Regions from separate parts of the Mus musculus genome. Here region 2 is linked to region 1. The links are chromatin contacts, called in public HiChIP or PLAC-seq maps. All regions are on one chromosome and are shown on one strand. The core of a region is the stretch at or near the end of the contact, and the rest is flanking DNA. Distances in the headings are between cores, read along the strand shown.

Region 1 (3,119 bases), core at 436-2,935:
CGCCAGTACCCTTGTCTGAGAAGCAAAGGATGATGGGTACTGTGTGTATGACCTTGTGGAAATCTGACAGCCCTAAGCATGCTGATTACGTGAATGAGTGTGCATCATCATACCCAAGGAAGCTGTCCCTCTCAAGATGATCGTTGCTAGAGAATGGATGTGTGCTTAGTGGCACCAGAAAGTAACAGAAGGACATAAATGATGCTGAGAATTCATAAGCTTTGGAACAGACATTCTTAAGAAGGAAAAAATTTTCCATGGCTCCAAACTTAATACATTTTCAGAGGAATTGATACATGGAGTTCAATTCAGATATTTTCTCAAGAGATATATGGTACTTTATAGAAGTCCAGCTGTCTCCACCTCCCCAGCACTAGAATCGAAGCACGTGCCATCAAACCCAGCAACTTTCCTTAGCATCGGCTCCTAAGGAATCAAACTTGGATCCTTGTGACTGGAAGGCAGCATGGTTTCTCTGAGGCAGAGTGGAGAGTGCGAGTGTCTAGCAATACGGAAGCCACGGCTTGGGCTGGGAAGACTTGGGGCAAACCCAGGCCTGAGAATGGATTCAAGTGGATATAGTAGGATGTTGGGCTTCGTGTGAGCTCTCTATGTACCTGAATATACACACCATTTCCAGTCAGACAGTATTTAGGGAAGGGCTTCTATATAGAAGAACTGGTCTCCAAAACACAAAAGCTTGTAGTCTAACTAGGCAGAAGCACCTAGAAAGTTGAGTAAGCAGTCATCCCAGAGCACAGGAGCGACACCAGGTGGCCTGCGTTTCTAGGGAAGAGCTCACAGTTCGTAAATTCAAGAGCAGAGACCACTGCTTTTCTCTTCAAGGGAGGAGAAATCCTGACCGTTGTAAACTGGACTTGAGAGTGTGCTTGCTGGCTTCTGTCACTTCCCTTGGCACATTCCACCCTGACCTTTCCAACTCTGTCTTCAGCCCGTCCTTGTTTTTTTTCTTGTGAGCATCCTTAGGTTTTCTTAGTTATTTTTCAGGCTTGAGGCATAAGTAATCAGGACAGCCAGTTGGGCATTAGAGACTCGTTACCAAATCACAGTCATACTCTCAGGGCCTTCTGCTCTCAGAAAAAATGGAAAGTGTGTTTACTTGGGAGCCAGGAGTCAGATTGGTCAGCCTTCTGCTCTGTGTTTCAGCATTGATCTGATGCCATCTTGCCAGTTTCCTCCTCGAGTGCTGCTGTAAGCCAGCTCCCATAGACTCTAATGGCCGGAGTCTTCCACTTGTCACATGACTAGTGAGGTGTTGACATGCTCACACACCTCAGCTTTCAGCTCCAGTCCTTGTCTGTGTCTTAGGATTTGGAAACTTTTCCTATGTCACGGAAGGAATAATTTTTTACTCTTTTCTGTCTTCCACCTCCCATTCACTAATTGTGGTAAAAAGTTTTTCAAAATGGCCTTTCCAGCAATTGGCTAGAGATTTTCGGCGGCTGATCCTGCCCACCTCTGTAAGTTCTAACCCCAAAGCCTAACCCCTCTTCCGTTTCTCCTCCATTTTGGCTCTTCTTTGTATACTGGCCAAAATCCTGAGCACCCTTGCCTGGCACTCTCATTCCCACTCATCTCTGAATCTCCCCCACGCTCCGCTCAGCTGCTCACCCCTGTGGCTGAACACATCCCCTCTTGGACCCTGTCTTCTCCACTGCCCCCTCCTGGCAGCTGCCAAGATTACCTGCCCTGTGGTTTTCGCTCAAGCTTTGGGGAAAGAAGGGAGTTCCTTTCCAACCATCATCTCCTCTACCCGTGTGCACATTGTTTTATTCTTACATGTTGTTTCTGTCTCTGGCCATTAGGCAAACAAGGAAGTTACTAACTCCTTGATCTTGATCTGCTTACAGACTCTCACACTACCCACCCCCCTGGGAAATACGGTTCCTCCTCTTCCTCTTTCCTCTTCCTCTTCCTCTCCCTATGCTTTCTTCCTCCTCCTCCTCCTCCTCCTCCTCCCATCTTCAAGTTGTTTCAGAAATGATCAGTGCTCATTTGTGCATTAATTATCTCATTCATCTTATTGTATACACATTCTATAGCTATTTCATAGCTACCTGCCTTACTTTCCATGGCTGTGAAGGGACACCATGGCCTTGCCATCTCCCATAAAGGAAAACAGTTCATTGAGGCTGGCTTTATAGTTTCAAAGATACAGTCCATTATCATCATGGCAGGAAGCATGGCAGCATGCAGCTAGACATGGTGCTGGAGAAGGAACTAAGAGTTCTACATCTTAATCTGCAGGCAGCAGAAGGGGGCTATGTCTCAACTTTGAGCATAGTTTGAGCATATATAACCTCAAAGCACAGTAGCATACTTCCTCCAGCAATGCCATACCTACCTCAACAAGGCTACACCTCTTAACGGTGCCACTTCCTATGGGCCAAGCACATGAGTGTGAGGACCAAACCTGTTCAAACCACCATGATACCCTTTTCATTCTTTCTCTCCTCCCCCTCTCTCCCTCCCTTTCCCTCTTCCCCCTCCCTCACTCTTTCATTCTTTTCTTCCTCCCTCCCTCCCTCCCTCCCTCCCTCCCTCCCTCCCTCCCTCCCTCCCTCCCCCCTTCCCTTCCTTCCTTCCTTCCTTCCTGGGACAAGATTACTCTCTGGCCTGGAACTTGCCAGATAGACTAGACAAGCTATGCAGAGAACCCCAGGTATCCTCCAGTCTGTTTCTCCAGAGCACAGCTGTACTGTAGCCAAGCATTTGCTGTTCTATTTGGGGATTGACCCTTAACTACCTTTGGAGAAGTATGCCTTACCTTATGTCTGATATCAGCATTCAAGGCTGAATTTTAGGTAAAAATGTTTATTTTTTAAAGTTTTGCCCAGAACTGTTTGGCTAGACCACGCAAATGTGGCTCAGCCCTACCGATAGACAACTCTGCTGGAAATCAAATTTGAACTATTTAGAACTGCTGTGTGTGACCCTGAGAGATGGCCCTGCAGTTGAGTGACAAAAGTGCTTGCTCAGACCTGCAGTGTCTTTGCTGGGTTGGAACTGGGCCTCAGCAACTCTGTACTGACTCTGTGCTTTCTCTTCATTGCAGATTTGTCCCATATGTGCAGCGTTACCTGGAGGAGATCCTAATC
Region 2 (3,057 bases), core at 545-3,044, 310 kb before region 1:
TCGTTGATGGAAGGAGGCCACTTTGCTCACACTGCTAGGGTAAAGTCAGAGGAGTACTCTCAGTAGTGAACTCTTCATCTATGGAGTCTAGTATGACAGCCATGTGGCTCTGCTTCAAGGATCTGCCTGTATTCAGAACTTGAAAAGAAAGCAGAAGATGTGAGCACCTTCCGGTGTGATCAACTTTCAAGAATCACTCTCTCAAGTATGATACGGATGTGTGGAAAATACCTTCTGCTTCATAAATACTTTGCACTCCTCATTCTCCCTACCTTTGTAATGCCTATAACCAGAGGCCATGTGTCTGAGTCAAAAACCAAACAACAGAGGAAATGTTTTCCAGGTAATTGTTCCTGGTGTTGGGAGAACCAGAGGGGCATTTTAAAAAAACTTCTTATTGAGTCTCTGTGAGTTTCACTTCATGTACCCCAGTCTCACTCATCTCCCCATTCCCTCATATCCACCCTCTGCCCCATAACCTCCCCACCAAAATAAAATAATAATAATAATAATAGAACCACACAAACAATAAACAGAACAGAACAGAACAAAACAAAACATAGAAAACATTTCATCATGGAAGCTGTAGTATGTCACAGCATGGAGTATGTCACAGTGTCCCACAGTACACCCCTCTGTCCACATACCCTCACTTGCAAATGTTCATTGCAATGAGTCATTGACTCTGCCTTCTGGGACATCACTAATGTGGATCCTCACTGGGTCTCCTCCCAGTCATGTTGTTGTTGTCCTGTGCCATGGAGATCCTGCCCTTTATGTGCCCCAACAGTTAACAGATGATGTAGATTTTGGCGTGGTCCAACTCAGAGCCCTGGATCCGGGCCTAGGTAACAACTAAACTGGTCAGCCCACTGGCTTTCCCTGATCCATACCACCAAGGTGAGCTTTCCCACATTGCTCTGTCTAGGCCACTCAGTGCCACCATAGGCAAGAGACAGAGTCAGCTCTCTTGCTATCATGTCCTCAGGAGACTGGCTCACCAGCATCCATGCCTCCAGCCCCAGCTCCACCATGCTGCCCAGAGAGCACATGGCTCTCTCTCCCGAGTGCTGCAGCTGGCAAGGGGCTGGGAGAGCACTCCTACATCCTGGGGGCTGTCTCACCCATACCTTCCCCAACAAGGACATTGCCACTGTGTTGCCCAGGCAACGCTCAGGGCCCACTCTCCCAGTGTTCCCAGTGAGGGGCAGGGATAGCTCTCCCACTCCTATGACCTCTGGGACAGCTCTCCCTACTACCTCAGGTGGCAAGGGGCAAGTTGGGGAGAGCATCATCCATGCCCGCTCTACCTCAGGGCAGAGCAGCTCTCCCCAGCTCTTGCCCTCATGGTCAGCTCCACTACGCTGCCTGGGAGAGGTGCAAGGCCCCACTCCCCTGAGTGGCACAGATATTGAGGGGTGGGGCCAGTTCTGCACAGCCCCTGGACATCCATGTGATCTAGGCAGCTGCCCAGAGCAGGGCTGTCCCTGTGGTCTTTACTGATAATCTGTGGATCACAGTACTGCACTTGATAGCGAAGCAGACAATGCTAAGAAAAGAATTAGCGATTGGCGTTAACAATGGCTGTTTCTAAGCCTACAGATTTGCTTTCATTTAGTGTAGTGCCACGAAAGCTAAACTTTTATACTGTTTAAGCTTGACATTTATCGTGTGTTTTAACTGTTTTTTTTTTTTTTTTTTTTATCCCACAGTCCAAATTTGACTGCCTGGATCCAGAAGTCCTAAACAGTCAAGTTACTAAATACGCTAAATTTGTGACCCAGCTGGAAAAGGGCTTGCCACCTAACAGTGTGGTGCCCCAGCTCAAACAGAAGGTGGAGAAAATGAAAGAAAAGGTAAGATGGGAGGAGGGGAACCGTTTCAGAACCAAACTCAGATGTCCTGGGTATTTGTTTGCAGGAAAAAGAAATAATAGTCCAGTGTGTTTTTCTCAACAGCTGGCAAAATGGTGCAATGGAACATTGCGATTAGAACAAACACTTGGGGTCTGTTACATGATAGACAAAGTAGTGCCAAGATGCTGATGCCCTCAGCATATAGGCTGCAATTGCACCCAATGCAAACAGCAGAGTCTGTTTACCCTATGGCACCTCACAGCTAGGCACTATCCAGATGTATACAGTGTGGAAAAGCCGGGGAAGCCGGGTAGTGCATGGAAAGGGTTGGTTGGGAAACTGCGTTGCAACCAAGCCAGTCCTTAGAAGGGATAAAAGGATCAGGTGAGTCTGCTCAGCTGGTAAAAGGCATTTGCAGCCAGTTGACTTCTCCCATACTGACCTTGCCTGTTATCTCCCCTTTCCCTTGAGATCTCTAACAAACTCGCTGTAGTTAATTTAAAAGCTCTCTTCCTAACAATGTGCACCATTTCTGAGTTTGATTCTGATCACCGTTGACTCTCAGGCGTGTTTTGTTCTGCTCATTTTTCTTCGCTGTGTGACTTTCCATTTTCTGTGTGTTTCGTTTGGTCGTTGTTGAAAGCCCGGCATCTTCTGCAGCAGCGAGTGGTTGCTGAGGCACGTGGTTTGCAATCTGGGAGACGGGCATTAGTTTCCCTCTGTTTACCTTTTCGCTTGTTCTATCAACTCAGTTAGGAGTTCAGCTGGCTTTGAGATTTGACACTGCCCTAGTCTGCCTTTGCTGCATCTTGGGCTCTGTATTTTCTAGTGGTACCTACCGTTTCTCGAGGGAGCTGGGCCCCAGAGGTTGTTTTTAGCTTCTTTCTCCTGGACCTACACCTTTCTTCTTTGTGGTGCCCAACTGAAAATCCGTTTCCTGCAGCTTTCCACTCTATACTGATTATTTCACAGGACAAATGATCACCTGGTGGGAGAGGCAGACCTCAAGATTGGCTCCACTTAGTGAGGTGCTCCATCCCAGCCCTCTGTTCTAGTCTTCAGAGAAACATGTGACTACCGGTTTCCCCACATTTTAAAATTAGTTTGGTGCCCTGAAATTCAGTGTTCTCAAGGTCGTGATAAAATTCCTTCATTTGCATTTCCTTTTCTATAGGACGAGTGGTGCTGTTTTCAACTCTCT

What was found. HiChIP or PLAC-seq counts read pairs in DNA pulled down with a chosen protein or histone mark.
Region 2: an H3K27ac HiChIP or PLAC-seq map of extraembryonic endoderm stem cells shows a contact between it and region 1, with 4 times the contacts expected there. The contact joins two enhancer-like sites. A contact is called at or near these places in 1 of 15 datasets of contacts at CTCF or cohesin (embryonic stem cells), 37 of 484 Hi-C or Micro-C datasets (3T3-L1-derived adipocytes, the AML12 cell line, B cells and 20 more), 6 of 115 datasets of contacts at active chromatin or transcription factors (bone marrow-derived macrophages, cardiomyocytes, embryonic stem cells and 2 more) and 2 of 9 other capture datasets (liver and pancreatic islet).

What each region holds. Positions count from the first base shown.
Region 1 is chr6:72,850,442-72,853,560 of GRCm38.p6, reverse strand. Kcmf1 (potassium channel modulatory factor 1) reads left to right here. Exons shown (of 7, transcript NM_019715.2): 4 at 3,077-3,119. Among named protein-coding and RNA genes, the nearest start is that of Kcmf1, 48 kb to the left of the region's middle. Within about 2 kb of position 1,685, at least 18 of the 459 cell types and tissues checked have an H3K27ac peak or open chromatin away from gene starts, as enhancers often do. A contact at or near this core is called in extraembryonic endoderm stem cells, where this site is marked.
Region 2 is chr6:73,159,663-73,162,719 of GRCm38.p6, reverse strand. It overlaps Dnah6 (dynein, axonemal, heavy chain 6), which reads left to right. Exons shown (of 77, transcript NM_001164669.1): 18 at 1,713-1,856. Among named protein-coding and RNA genes, the nearest start is that of Gm24533, 20 kb to the right of the region's middle. Within about 2 kb of position 1,794, at least 8 of the 459 cell types and tissues checked have an H3K27ac peak or open chromatin away from gene starts, as enhancers often do. A contact at or near this core is called in extraembryonic endoderm stem cells, where this site is marked.